Regions from separate parts of the Sus scrofa genome. Here regions 1 and 2 are each linked to region 3. A link is a contact called in public HiChIP or PLAC-seq data. All regions are on one chromosome and are shown on one strand. The core of a region is the stretch at or near the end of the contact, and the rest is flanking DNA. Distances in the headings are between cores, read along the strand shown. Region 1 holds the start of C9H1orf74 (UPF0739 protein C1orf74 homolog). Region 2 holds the start of CAMK1G (calcium/calmodulin dependent protein kinase IG). Region 3 holds the start of G0S2 (G0/G1 switch 2).

What was found. HiChIP or PLAC-seq counts read pairs in DNA pulled down with a chosen protein or histone mark.
Region 1: an H3K27ac HiChIP or PLAC-seq map of alveolar macrophages shows a contact between it and region 3. The contact joins the promoter of C9H1orf74 here to the promoter of G0S2 in region 3. A contact is called at or near these places in 2 of 47 Hi-C or Micro-C datasets (liver and skeletal muscle) and 2 of 2 datasets of contacts at active chromatin or transcription factors (alveolar macrophages and skeletal muscle).
Region 2: an H3K27ac HiChIP or PLAC-seq map of skeletal muscle shows a contact between it and region 3. The contact joins the promoter of CAMK1G here to the promoter of G0S2 in region 3.

The regions. Positions count from the first base shown.
Region 1 is chr9:133,185,114-133,189,743 of Sscrofa11.1, reverse strand. It overlaps C9H1orf74 (UPF0739 protein C1orf74 homolog), which reads right to left and starts at 1,873. Exons shown (of 3, transcript XM_021063892.1): 1 at 1,669-1,873; 2 at 122-1,040. The coding sequence starts at 945. The coding sequence ends at 154.
Region 2 is chr9:133,368,252-133,372,669 of Sscrofa11.1, reverse strand. It overlaps CAMK1G (calcium/calmodulin dependent protein kinase IG), which reads left to right and starts at 2,227. Exons shown (of 13, transcript NM_001243934.1): 1 at 2,227-2,348. The coding sequence starts at 2,257. LOC110255539 (a long non-coding RNA gene) reads right to left here and starts at 537. Exons shown (of 3, transcript XR_002336075.1): 1 at 1-537.
Region 3 is chr9:133,285,930-133,290,656 of Sscrofa11.1, reverse strand. G0S2 (G0/G1 switch 2) reads left to right here and starts at 2,915. Exons shown (of 1, transcript NM_001286804.1): 1 at 2,915-3,332. The coding sequence starts at 2,941. The coding sequence ends at 3,252.

The DNA.
Region 1 (4,630 bases), core at 624-3,123, 100 kb after region 3:
TCAGCTAAATCCAGAGGACCCCTTAGCACAGAAATGGAAAATGTATTACAGCATTCTTCCCCAGTGTCTGGTACTTGAGATCATACCTATTTGCCGTCCTTAACAAGAGCTGATCACTTACCGAGCACCTTCTATGCGAGGAAAGAGTTACAGTCAGAGGGCCACAGCAGGCAGGGTGACCACCTCGGAGGAGATGCTGAGGTCAGCAAAGTCATTCTGAGTCCTACATCGAGTTCTAAGGTCCTTCTCCCAAGTATTTAGAATGTCCCTCAGGGCCGGGAACAAGCTCTCTGGGACGCTAAAGGAATAGAGCAAGACTGGTGGTTGACTGTGTCGCCAAGAGATCCGGGCAGTGAATACCCGTAGTGGAGTCAGGGCTAAGCAATTGTCACCTCCCTGGCTCACGTGAAAGGTATAGGGGACAGGATAGCCCAGGAGGATCCCAAACACAGTACAGAGATTCCAGTCTGAGGAACAGAGCCTGCTGCTGGAGACTGCCAGGGACAGGTCCGTCTTCAGTCCCTGCAAATGAGCGATGATCTCAGCCAGGAGGGCCTTCAAGTCCTGAAGCTGGTCCAGGGAGCAGACGGAAGGGTGAGGCTGAGCGCTGGAAACATCCACAAAGGCTACGGAACCAAGCAGCACCTGCTCCAAGTGCTGACACACACGCTCAGGACAGACAATCAGGCTGTCTTCTCCAATCTCAAGAATGTGAAGCCCCCGGGTCGGGAAGCCCAGGCCCTGCAGCTGCTCCAGATAGCTCTGGAGCTCTGCTGCCCCTGCACAGTTGCAATCATAGAGCAGAGCTGGCTTAAGTCCCCTGGCCACAGCCAGCACCTCTCCGGCTAGATGAAGGCACACGGCTCGGGGTGGGCCCCGGCTCCTCCCCATGCCCAGGGTCTGCTGAGCAGCTGCCACCAGCAGCTGAAGACTCAGTGTTGACATGGACTCTGGAAGCAACAGTAAGCATGGCCTCCTTAACTAGTCACAGTTCCCTCCCCTGGGCTGCATCTCTGAGCTCCAGACACTTGAAGAAGGGCCTAAAAACAAAGCAGTAGCAGGGGATTATTAGCACCAGCCAGTGACATACCAGGAAACCTGACAATAGCCTTCCCTTAAGTCTTACAGCATCTTCCAGAGGTCACTTCCCCTCCCTCTGCTTTGGAATGCTAACCCAGCCCAGATAAAACGGCATCACCAATGGCACCCTGATTTTTTGGTGACTTAGTCTCTCTTAGTTCCAAATTCAACTGTCTCTCTGGCCTTAAGGTTATATTTACACTCTCTCTGGCTTCCCTCCTAAATTTTCCTGTTGTAATTTACCTTCTCTGATTCACACCTGAAGGAGGTCGGGGCCGAAAAGAAGCAGAGCACTCTCTGGCAAAATTCAGAGCATTTCACCTAAAACTGTCCTCTGAGACAGAGTAGGTTCCACATGTACTCTTTTCATTGCCAACTCCTCTTTCTCTTCCGGCCAAGAATAGTTGTAAGAATAGCGGTCTGATTAAACGATACACACTAGAATGTGGACTACCAAACATCTCATGTTGAGACACAAAGTAAATAAGTTAAATTGGCTGGAACTGCAAGAGGCTTGTCTTGCAACTTCTGCAGGCCCCGCCTCCCCCTACTGGTGGACAGTCACTGGCCCTCGGACGACAGGCTCACCTCAACCCCCACGCCCTTTCCTGGGCACAGTACAGGGATTTAGTAAATGAGGCAGAGGTCTCCCTTGCACACACAGACGTCCTTCTACTTCCCCTGCAGATTCGCGGGCTCAGGAACCCCTTCCAGTTTCCTGCCCGCTGCCCGGAAGGCCGCGAGACCCTGTGCTCCGCCGCGAAGCTAGAAGTCCCGCCCGCAAGGGGAGGTCCCTTACCGCCCGCAGGGGCCGGGGAGGCGAGGTCTGCCTGCTGCGCATGCCCAGCACATGCCCTGTCCCGCCGCTTTCCGTAACGTCACCCGGTCCTCTCGCGCTCCCCGCGTAGGAACCACCGGCAGGCCGCGCGGCTGCATACCGGAAGTGCTGGTGCCTGAGGTCCGGCCCCTTCCGGCCCGGCTGATCCCGGCCCCGCCCCCCTGCGCCGGAAGAGGAAGGGAAGGGAGTGGACGGAAGGAGGCGGGACCGGTTGAAGCCGCCAGCTCTTCGCTTGTGTGTTGTTTTTAAGTCCAGTGTCCCGTTTGACCAGGGAGGCAGAAGCGGGGCACGCCGAGCAGAAACACCTTTGATTTGTGTCTGGAGAAGGACGCTTTCCCCTGCAAACGAAATATCTCAAGGCAAGCGACGTGTTTTGCGTGATACTTTCACCTGTGGGTGGTGCTGCAAAGTTTTTTTTGTTTTTGCTTTGACCTGCCTAAATCCTAAATTTGAGAGGCTGAGGTCTGAGAAGTGGGTGGAGAAGTGTCCTGGCCAAGGTTTGCTTTTTGTCTTTTTGCCTTTTCCAGGGCCTCTTCTGAGGCGTATGGAGGTTCCCAGGCTAGGGGTCTAGTTGGAGCTGTAGCCGCCGGCCTGCACCAGAGCCACAGCAACGCGGGATCCGAGCAGCGTCTGCGACCTACATACACCACAGCTCACGACAGCGCCGGATCCTTAACCCACTGAGCAAGGCCAGGGTCGAACCCGCAACCTCGTGGTTCCTAGTCGGGTTCGTTAACCACTGCGCCACGACGGGAACTCCAGGTTTGCCATTTCTAAGCACGGTGTGAAGGCATGAGTCTTCACCCTGGACACATGTGTACTAGGCCTGCTTTAGGTGCTGGAGGTACTTACTGCAGTGTACATAACAGACAAAAACCCCTCCTTCCTGGAGCTCAGTTTGGTCGAATTCTGTTTGCTGACTTCAAAGTGAGAAATAAGAGGCAGAGATGCAGACACTTTTTTTTGTTGTTGTTGTCTTTTTAGGGCTGCACCCGTGGCATATGGAAGTTCCCAGGCTATGGGTGGAATCATAGTTATAGCTGCCAGCCTCCCCCACAGCCACAGCAATGTGGGATCTGAGCGGTGTCTTTGACCTACACCACAGCTCACAGTAACGCTGGATCCTTAACCCACTGAGCGAGGCCAGGGTTCGAACCCATGTTTTCATGGATACTAGTCGGGTTTATGAACCGCTGAGCCACAACGGAACCCCCTAAACACTTTTCAATCAAATCATCAGGTAAAAACAGTTATTTCACTGAAAGTTTAACTTCTTTACCAGCATTATGACCCATCTCACAGAGGGAAAGAATTTCTTGAAAAAATTTGTCTCTGAATAAATGGCCGAAGTTCATTGATAGATAATAAATAGGCAAAGGCTAAGGGAACTGCAGGCGCCTACACAGGCTCCATCTTAGTAGTATCTGCAGACTGTGTAGAGACCCCTGAGGAATAAAGGTGGGGCCAGCCTGCAAGGAGGGCAAGCTTGTAGGGGCTCCCATTCTAACCCTGGTTCTTAACTCAGAGGGACTCAGAAGCAGAGACTAGAAGCTAATTTTAGGACTTTTTTCCTTCCCCATATTTATTTTAATTTCTCACAGTAGTTAGCAGTCAGTCCCTAAAATGACTTAGTTCATTTATTCTAACCATAAATATCTGAGAACACACTAGGTACCAGACACTGTGCTAAGAGCTGGCAGCAAAGTCCAAGACAAACAGTCCCTATCTTCAGCAAGTTTACAAACTTGAAGTAGTCAGGCAGGACACGAATGCTGAACAATTGCAAGGGAATTGATTATTCTGAAAGAGGAAGTATAGGGTGCTATGGGAACATATAGCCAGGGACCTAACTATATGGGTGAGAGGCCAGCCTAGATCCAAGCCTTGCCCTCCCCATTTATGCCTACAACTAATCTAGTTCAGTGGGGTGGACAGTGACAAAAACAAAAAGCTGGTGACACACCTAACTCCCTTCCCAGCCCTAAGCAAGGTGAAGGCAAGGAAGTTAAAAACACCAAGGGAGTGAGTGGTGTCGCCACCAAAGGGGAGAGCCGACTGAGTCTCCAAGAAAGGATACCTGGCATCAGGACCAGAGAGGGAGCCCTGCGTGCACTCTGCCAGTGTTCTGAAAAGGACGGGGATGGGGAAAGAAGAAACTGCTATTTTTTTTTTTTTTTTTTTTTTTTTTTGTCTTTTTGCCATTTCTTGGGCCGCTCCTGCGGCATATGGAGGTTCCCAGGCTAGGGGTCGAATCGGAGCTGTAGCTGCCAGCCTACGCCAGAGCCACGTCTGCGACCTACACCACAGCTCACGGCAATGCCGGATCGTTAACCACTGGCAGGCAGCGATCGACTGCAACCATGTCTCGTCAGATCGTTAACCACTGCACCACAACGAGAACTCCGAAACTGTGCTATTAAGACCGCATAACCACTCATCCGTTCCTCTGAGCATAAACTTGTCACTACAGTCACATACTAAGAGTTCAATCCTTTTTGGCACTTATTATCTGAGCCCCCATCCAGATGAACAGCCTGGCTGTTAGCCTCTCCCAGAATAAGGAAGAGGGGCCAGTCTAGACCCAGCAGTTGCCCTCTCAGTTTATTTGCTGTGAGTTCTTTCTTTGAGCTCTGCAGAAACAGAGGCAGCCAGACATCAAGACCAAATCCCTCACTTCACACACTCAACAAAATGCCCCCCATATATAGTTTC
Region 2 (4,418 bases), core at 978-3,477, 83 kb before region 3:
GTGACCTGCTCAGAAAGACCGCCCCTGACCTTCGTCTCAGGAAGACCCTCCCTGCAGCTCCCTGGTGGCTGAGTGGTTTAATGACTGGGCGTTGTCACCGCTGTGATTTGGGTTCCTGCTGCGGTGTGGGTTCAGCCCCTGGCCTGGGAACTTCCAAATGCCGTAGTTGTGGCCAAATTTTTAAAAATATTTTTTAAAAAGAAAGACCTTCCCTGACTGTCTCTATTACAAGCTCAAGTTTTGCACTTTCGTGGTTTCCTGGCGCCTTGTACTGTGTGTGTATTAGCTCACGTGCCCTTCGCCTGGCTCCTCCAGCCTGCTGGCCCCAGAAACGCAGGGCTGTCCCTGTACTGTCTGTCTGACCACTGAGTTATAAGCTGAGTTACCATAATGATCTTACCTTGCAATGTAGTGTAACAGGAACTCATTCATCTAAAAACATATTAAAAAACACTAAACAAGACACTAGGAGTTCCCGCCGTGGCTCAACAGAAATGAATCTGACTAGCATCCATTAAGATGCAGGTTCAGGAGTTCCCGTCGTGGCGCAGTGGTTAATGAATCCGACTAGGAACCTTGAGGTTGCGGGTTCGGTCCCTGCCCTTGCTCAGTGGGTTAACAATCCGGCGTTGCCGTGAGCTGTGGTGTAGGTTGCAGACGTGGCTCGGATCCCGCGTTGCTGTGGCTCTGGCGTAGGCTGGTGGCTACAGCTCTGATTCAACCCCTAGCCTGGGAACCTCCATATGCCGTGGGAGCGGCCCAAGAAATAGCAACAACAACAACAACAAAAGACAAAAAGACAAAAAAAAAAAAAAAAAAGATGCAGGTTCAATCCCTGGCCTTGCTAAGTGGGTTAAGGATCCAGCGTTGCCATGAGCTGCAGTATAGGTCAGAGACGTGGCTCAGACCCTGAGTTGCTGTGGCTGTGATGTAGGCCAGCTTCCACAGCTCCAATTTGACCCCTAGCCTGGGAACCTCCATATGCTGCAGGTGCAGCCCTAAAAATACAAAAAAAAAAAAAAAAAAAAAAAGACACTAGAACCAGGTATTGGGAGGCTGGAATGCAGCTGATACAGTGGGGGAGACACAGCTTCTGTTCTTAGTCTTGACTAAGAAAAATCTAGAATGCAAACGATTCGCTCTATAACCTGAGCTAGATAATTGCATCTTCGGACAGTCATTCTGGTCCATCCCTATAAAAGAGTCGAGATTTGCTCTATATACGTCACTAGAAGCTAAGGCCACCTCTCTGGTTTGCCATGTCCCAGGTCATCGATCAGAGTCCCAACAGGAAACCAAGGATATACATGGGTCAACAGGGAGAGTGTCCCAAAGGTGTCATTCAGAGAGACACCGTCCAGCACCTGGCACGTGGAGGGTGCTGGCTCGTGGAATGCATATGGTAACTGGATAACTCTGAAATAAAGTCAGGACACGATCCAGCTTAGACTTTAATGAATAACTATCTTCCCAGCACTGTGCTCGATGCCGTGGGAGTTACAGAGGAAACACAATGCTCATTCATCAAGTATTCATTTATTTAACCCGTAACAGTAGCGAGAAGTTAAGAATAGCAGTAACTGGGGGAGGCAGCCGAGCTGTGACAATGGAAAGAAGGTTGGCTGACTCAGTAGTTTGACTAAATGCCTCGGCCGCCACTTGATAGCATAAGGAACAGCTCAGATCCCTCCAAGGTGGACGGGCCCTTGTTAATCTACACACGTGTGCATTACTGCCCTTAAATAGACGTGTACACAGTGGAGTTTCAACTACTAGCTTCTAAACTCCTGGAGCCTAGGGCGAGCATGACGGGCATCGAGCAGATGCTCAGCGAAATTTGTCGTGAATTTAAAAAGCAAGCGGAGGCGTTCCGGTCGTGGCTCAGGGGTAATGAGCTCGACTCACATCCATCCCCGGCCTCGCTCAGTGGGTTAAGGATCCTCGTTGCCATGAGCTGTGGTTTAGAGCAGCAGCTGCAGCTCTGATTCAATCCCTAGCCTGAGGCCCTCCACATGCCACAGGTGCGGCCCTAAAAAGAAAAAAAAAAAAAAGTAGATAGATACAAAGAAAGTGGATAATTTTTTGCCAATTATCCAAGGTTAGCTCCTAATCCTTCCTTCTAGTTGTTACATGATGGATGTGAGTATTTTAGCTTCTTTTTCCACCTGTTCTCACCCGATTTGAGACATTAGCTGATCAGCCCCTTTCCTCCCTTCCTCAAACCAAGCACCCCTGGAAGCTTCAACTCTGGAGGCCATGGGTCGGAAGGAAGACGAGGACTGCAGTTCCTGGAAGAAACAGACCACCAACATCCGGAAAACCTTCATCTTCATGGAAGTGCTGGGATCGTGAGTCGGGGGCTGAGAGCGGGGGCTGGGCTCCCCGTGGTGGGTGGCTGGGAGGGAGTCAGCCTGGACCAGCAGCCAGTGATAGAGCCAGGCGGGGGCTGCCCCAAGAGCATCTCCACAGCCATCGGGGCGTAGAGCAGGGGCTTCAGGGGGCAGGTTAGGGACAGGCCCCTTGAGCTAATACAGAGGACAGTCCAGCTCTTTGCCCACGGGTCTGCATCCTCACCCCCAGCGCCCCCGCCCCGCTTGCGGATCTGTGACAGCTTGTGAGTTCTGCTCTGGCCGCAGGAGAGAGGCATTCTGGAGCACTTCGGGCGATCCAGTGGCCCTAGAACCCTCCTGGGCCAAGTCACCCGGCTGGCTTCCTCCTCTCTCCCCCAACCCCCCTCTCCCCGCCCGTGAACAGGTCAGACCCGCTGTCTGCTGTGGGTGGATTCGGGTGCAATGGGCACACACACCTGACTCCGCTCCCATCACCACCCTCCTCTCTGGTCTGTATTTAAATACCATGTTGGAAAAATAAAGTCACACTGTAGCCTCGCCTGCCTCCGGCCTGTCGGGGCCTCCCCTTGACAACGATTACACGGCCGGCAGAGCAGAGACGGCTTGTCTGGAGCTGACGCTCCACGTAGTCTGGCCTCTCCTCCTGGAGGGCGCAGCCTCTGACGAAGCCTGGCAGCGGCCCTGGGCCACCTGCTCCCGTGGCCTCGGATCCCCAGCTGGTCAGCTCATTAGCCCTGGCGAATTGGACCGGGACGCGAAGGGCCCTGAGTGCGCTGTCCCTTCGAGCAAGCTTGCCCTTTAGCCAACTCCGGCTGAGTTTGGCTCCCTCCGCCTGGCTGGGAGGCGGTGACCCCGGGCAGTGAGGCCGCCCGCCGTCTCCCTGGAGCCACAGAGTTGCTGGCTCGGGCCCGAGAGGAGGCCTCTGCGCCCTTCCATCCCCAGCAGGCAGGGTCTCAGGGCCGCCCTGATCATCAGAGCATCGGCCCTCGGAAAAGGGCCTTTGCCAAGATGGGGGGCGGCGAAAGACGGGGGTGAGGCAGGAGAGAGAGAGACAGCAGGCATCAGTGAATCGGAAATGATTTGCTAAACGTCCCAAAGCCCAAGAGGAGGAGGAAGAAGGAAGCCCAGGTTGACGAGAACCGTCCACGGTCTGCTCAGACGGGCGCCGAAGGACAGTCGGAAGCAGCGCTCGCTGCCCTCAGGGAGCTCAGTGGCCGGCCACCCGCTTGTAGGGGACGTTGGAGTCACCCGGGTAGCTTCTGCCTCTAACTGTCAGCTTCGAAAATGTTTAAGAACAGGTGACATAATAGAATGGGGACACCAATGTAACTCCCTCCTAGATTCAACGGTTCATGACATTTCACTGTATTTGTTTTACACACACACACACACACACACACACACACTTACTTCACTGGACAATTTGCAAACAATGTAAACGAGTTGCAAACATGATGACACATGGCATCTGCCTCCTTCGGCCTGCACCGCCCAGCACGATATATCCTCTTCTATATCCTCGACAGCTCGCCCAAGAAAATGAGTAACTCTCTAATATTTCAGTCAGGGGAATTTTTGAAAAGCACAGGTTCCGGGTCCCAGACTACTGAAACTGGAATTTAGCTGGGACCCAGCAGCCAGGAATCTATATTTTAACTGCTGCTGGTGGTCTTAAGGTGCCCAGCCCAGCACTGGTTGGAGGGGAGTGGGCAGACAAGACAGGGGGCCAGTCACAGCTGGTGCATCGGTCAAGGCCACAGCACAAAAGCTAAGAAGGCAGCTTGGGGATGTGCAGCATGGGGCCGAGCAGCTGCAGACCCCCGAGAGTCACCCAGGCGACGTGTCATGGAGAGAGGGCAGCTGGACAGAGCTGAGTCCCCTGCTCCAGAAGCACCAGATCCCATGACAGGCCCCTTTCCTCGAGTCCTCAGCCCTTCTGGAACAATCCACCAGGGAAAACAGGCTTTGGCTACATCTGCCCAGACACCGCCCATCATTCCAGGGCCCCGGGCAGCTGCGGGACGCTGGGCAAACCAGTCCATAGAGGGGACAGCACCCAAGCCTCAG
Region 3 (4,727 bases), core at 1,666-4,165:
GTATGGAAGTTCCCAGCCTAGGGGTCCAATCAGAGCTGCAACTGCCAGCCTACACCACAGCCACAGCAATACAGGATCCAAGCCACGTCTGTGGCCTACACCACAGCTCAGGGCAACACTAGATCCTTAACCCAATGAGCAAGCCACACGGATACTAGTTGGGTTTGTTCCTGCTGAGCCATGATGGGAACTCCAGAGAGGAGGAATTTAGAAAGCAAAATAAACTAATTTTAAACTGACCACTCCTGCCTGCCTAGAAATGGCAAGAATTCCATGTTGGGATAGACTCAAGGGCTCCAGTCTGCCCAGAACTGCCCTAGCTGCAGTGCTGTAAGGCCTACATCTTGGAGAAACTCCTCAGCCCCAGGCAAACTGTGATGGTTTGGCCAGACTACGGCTGATCTGACCTTGATGGCTGCAACCTGTGTCTGACCAGCATGATGCAACACAGGGCTTTCCGCCCCTAAGGACACATCAGCACAGTCAAAGCAGGTGCTTAGTTTGCCAAGCCCTAGCCAAACTCCTACTCTACACACTGGGTTCTCTCTGCCACCCAGACAGAGAAACTGTGTCAGAAATTCTTAGGTGTGAGGTGACCCTGGATTCCTCAGCCCTCTGGTCCCACCATCTCGCACTCAGCCCCAGCAACCAGCTAACCCAGGAACACCAAATCCACCAGCGACCCCAATCCGTGCCGTGAGCCGCCCTCTCTGCCCAGCCCTGCCTAGCAAGCTGGTAGGGCCTGGGGGTCAAACTTGGGTTATCAGAGAGGGGAAGAGGGGACCCCACCCAAGGTGGTGATGTGTCCTACTGCGGCCAACCACATGAAGGGGGAACCCCAGATGAATGACAGCCTGCTGACCTTGGACCATGTGCAGTTTGCGTCTTCGAGTTACAGAAATACCGGAAATGCTTGCTGAAGAGTCAATTTCGGAGTTTTGGGTCCAAAGCTCCAAAGGGCTGACTCACCTTCAGAGCGGAAACCACGTGAAAGCCCCAATTTTGAGGTGCACGGCACAGCCTCTCCCAGAAGCCGCAATGTTTGAAAGTCTCCCAGATCTTGAGAAAGCTCATAGATCATTTCTGCCAGTTACTAGAGACTTCTCCAAAATCACAAGGAAGATTCAAAGAAAATGTCAAGACTCATATTCATCTGACTTGTTACATAATTGTCCTGCCTGACAAGGTTAAAAAGAATAATAGGCAGGGGACACAAGCCTCTAGGAATCATCCCTATTTGGCCCCTTGTCACCTCGACTGCTCGTGCACAGACGAAAATGTAGAATTTCAAAGAAGCTCTTTAGGTCACCTTGCCCAGTCCATACGCAGAAACGCTACTAACTGAACTACTAATAGCCAAAACGAAGGGCAGTTGTTATTACTGCCTTTTTAAAATTAAACTGGCTAGAAAATTGCCTCAGACCCCAAAGAAAGATTACTGGCTACAATTTCTAACGACCCAAATATGTGCTCCCTGAAACAGCCTTCCCTGGGTTCCTGCCCGCAGAGCCCGGCCTGACGGACGTGCACAGGCTGTTGTAAGATTGCGTCACCGACCTCTGCAATTCTCCGTCCATCTGATTTCCCCTCCTCTCCCTGCTGGCTCCCTGGCTGTACTTGAAGAGGTCTCTCCTCTTCCCCTACTTGCTGACTCTGGGGTGTGGATAATCCAAGCTAAGCCAGAACACCCCCCATAACGGTGGATGATGCTTAATCCTGGTTAATGTCAACCCTACCTTCCTCATGCTTCCAAGAACGCTCTCTATCCTTTAGCCTCTTACCCAAACTGTCTGCTCCCACCCTTCTGCTCCTAAACTGTTTCTATGCCAAGCTGAGCTGGTACAGCTGTGTGGCCCCAGATCTGGGGAAGCGGTGTGTAATTACCGAGGAGAGCATGAGATGCAGGCAAACTTTTATCCCTTCCATGCTCACCTCCTCCCAGGCCCCAACTGCACTTCCCAAACGGAACGAGGACAATTTGGATTTAATGGCAGATCCCTGAGACGCAGAAGCACACATACAAACGCACACACACGTAAACGCACATCTATGCATAAAGGGCACTCTCAACGAGTCTGTCATACGGCTCTAGCAATGCAAGCGCCTACTTTTCACCAGGAGGAGAAAGTCCAAGGACAAACTGCCTTCCACAGCCTGGAGACCCTTGCCTTCTACCTTCATCCCTACACGTGTGGGACGATGACAAACTTTCCGAATAAAAACTGACTTTTCAGTTGGGGAGCACCCCGGGTGTCCTCATAAGGGGTCCTTCTCAGACTGCCCCCTGGCCCGAGGCAAGCTCTGGCCCACCCACACCGCCAACGGATGCGGACACCTGCCCGGGCCGCCGGTCCTCGTCCGCGCGCGCGTGCAGCCTGGCTCGCCCTCCCCCGCAGCCCCAGCGCCCTCGGGCACAGCTCTCGGCCGCCTCCCTCATGGTCCCTGGCCCGCTTCCACCCCCCCCCCGCCCCCCTCTCCGCTTCCTCCCCCTGCTCTTCCTCCCCGTCCCCTTCCTCCCCCTCCTCTCCGGCTCTCGCAGCAGCAGCCCCAGCGCCCGGAGCCCGGGAGGCGGGGCTCGGAGGGAAACTATAAAGTGCCCCGGGGCGCTGACCGGGGCCAGTTGCTGCGTCCTCAGGGCCAGTTGCTGCGTCTCCATCCCGAAGAGCCGCGGCTGCGGAGGCGGAGCAGGCGGAGGCGCGGGACCCACGCCCTCGGCGATTGCCGGCTGTGCCAGCGCTGCCTCCCGCTCGCGCGGGCCTTCAGGTGAAGCCAGCGGCGAAGGACGCGGGGTTTCGGGCGGGCTGCCGGGTCTGCGGGCCTCCTCCGAGGGAGCCGCGGGCGGGCGGCGCAGGAGGCGGCAGCCGTCCCCGGTGGCTAACGGGCCCCTTCCCTGCTCCGCTGCCCCCGCAGGTCACCCCGGCCCGAGAGCCCGGAGCCGAGATGGAAACGATCCAGGAGCTGATGCCTCTGGCCAAGGAGCTGATGGCCCACAAGCCCAGCCGCAAGCTGGTGAAGCTGTACCTGCTGGGCGGCCTGCTGGCCTTTCTCGGCGCGGTGCTCGGCCTGATGGAGACCGTGTGCAGCCCCTTCACGGCCGCCGGCCGCCTGCGGGACCGGGAGGCCGCCGTGGCCGAGCTGCGGGCCGCCCGGGAGCGAAAGGCGCCCCCGGAGCCGGCCCAGCTGGAGAAGGACAAGCGGCGGCAGACGGGCCGGGGCTGCCGGGCCCTCTCCCACCGGCTGCACGCCTCCTAGGAACCCTGCGGGGCCGCGGAGGGTGGCGGAGAGACGGCGAGGAGGGCGAGCCAGAGCGTCGCCTTACGTTTGGACTTGCTTCTGAGAAGCCCCTGAGTGCTAGAACTGAACTGACACTCGGATCCACCCTAAGGCGTTTGGGATGAGTTTTGCTGCTGTGCAGCACCGCGGAAGGCCCAGTCCAGAACGAGGCACCTGAGCGGAGTTACCTGGCCCTTTGCACTAGGCCGAGAAGTGCTGTCTACGTTATTATTGTTATACTGTGATGATGATAATGATTTCAGTGGGTGTTCAGTGAACACCCTTGTGCATTTTGAAATAAAAACCGTTTTGTACTTTATCTCAGCCTCGGATTCCAGAGCAGCACGGTTCCCTGGGGCGGGCAGTAGGGGGCCGGGCATGCTGCTGAAGGGGGTCGCCTGAAGATCAGGCCATACCTGCTTCCCTGCCCAGGGCTCCCATGTGGATGCTACATGCTTACAAGTCTGTGGAGGATTTGTTTTTGCTTTGTGTTACCAGTGGGACGAGAGGAACGTATTTCTAAGTCCCACTGGACTCACCATTTGAAGAGCAGAGGATCGATCAACTTCTGGGCTAGAGTGAGTGAGAGACACTGATGAATTCTAGGGTAGAAAACTTATTTGCCATCTCACACCTGCACAACCAGAGGCTCCCATGACTGATGCCTCTTTCTTGCTAACTGCATTTTAGTGGGGAGGGGGGCGGGGGGCGGGAACTGGCTAGCTGGCAGGCAAAGAGGGAAAACAGCCTCCCAAGAACATTTAACTGGATTATCTGGCTCTACCCAGCCTTCCTCCTCACAAAGTCAAATCACAGTAAGAAACTCTAAGTTAGAAGGAGAAAAGACTGGTTATCCCAGGCCTGAGTCCTCTTCCTCCAGGGACAGCGCTTGCTCTGTAGTAACAGCTAGTCCAGTGTCAGCTCCGGAAATTTTAAGCAATGGCTCTTAAAGAGGTGGCAAGGGACATGGGCCTGATGCCACTCTCCTCTCCATTTTAATACGTCTCTGCCCTGTCCAGGTGCAGATGTGTCACTCTCGCCATCAAGAGCCATGCATTTTCGCTAAACGTAACGATGCCCAGACTCGCTCCACCACCACCCTCTTCCGCAATAAACCCTTCCGTTTTATTTCTGCCAGCTCGAATTCTACCCAGTGTTCCTGGCCCGGAGCAAGTGCTGTCTCTGCCCCCAATCGATCCTTATCACTCCACATGAAAGCAGGGTCAGGAGAAGGTGAGATTTATCAAGGGGAAAGAAGACTATCAGTGGAAACACTGTCCTCCTAGTTTCCCAAATGGGAAACTTGACCTTATATTAAGGTGACACAGCCTCACCTGAAGCGTCCAGAATCTCTCAGGAGTTCACCCACACTCATTCCTCCAGTTCTCCTTCGCAAGTGCCTTGTCTGTTAGGTTTATTATTCTCCCACCACCTGGTCCAGCTGTCAACGTGTC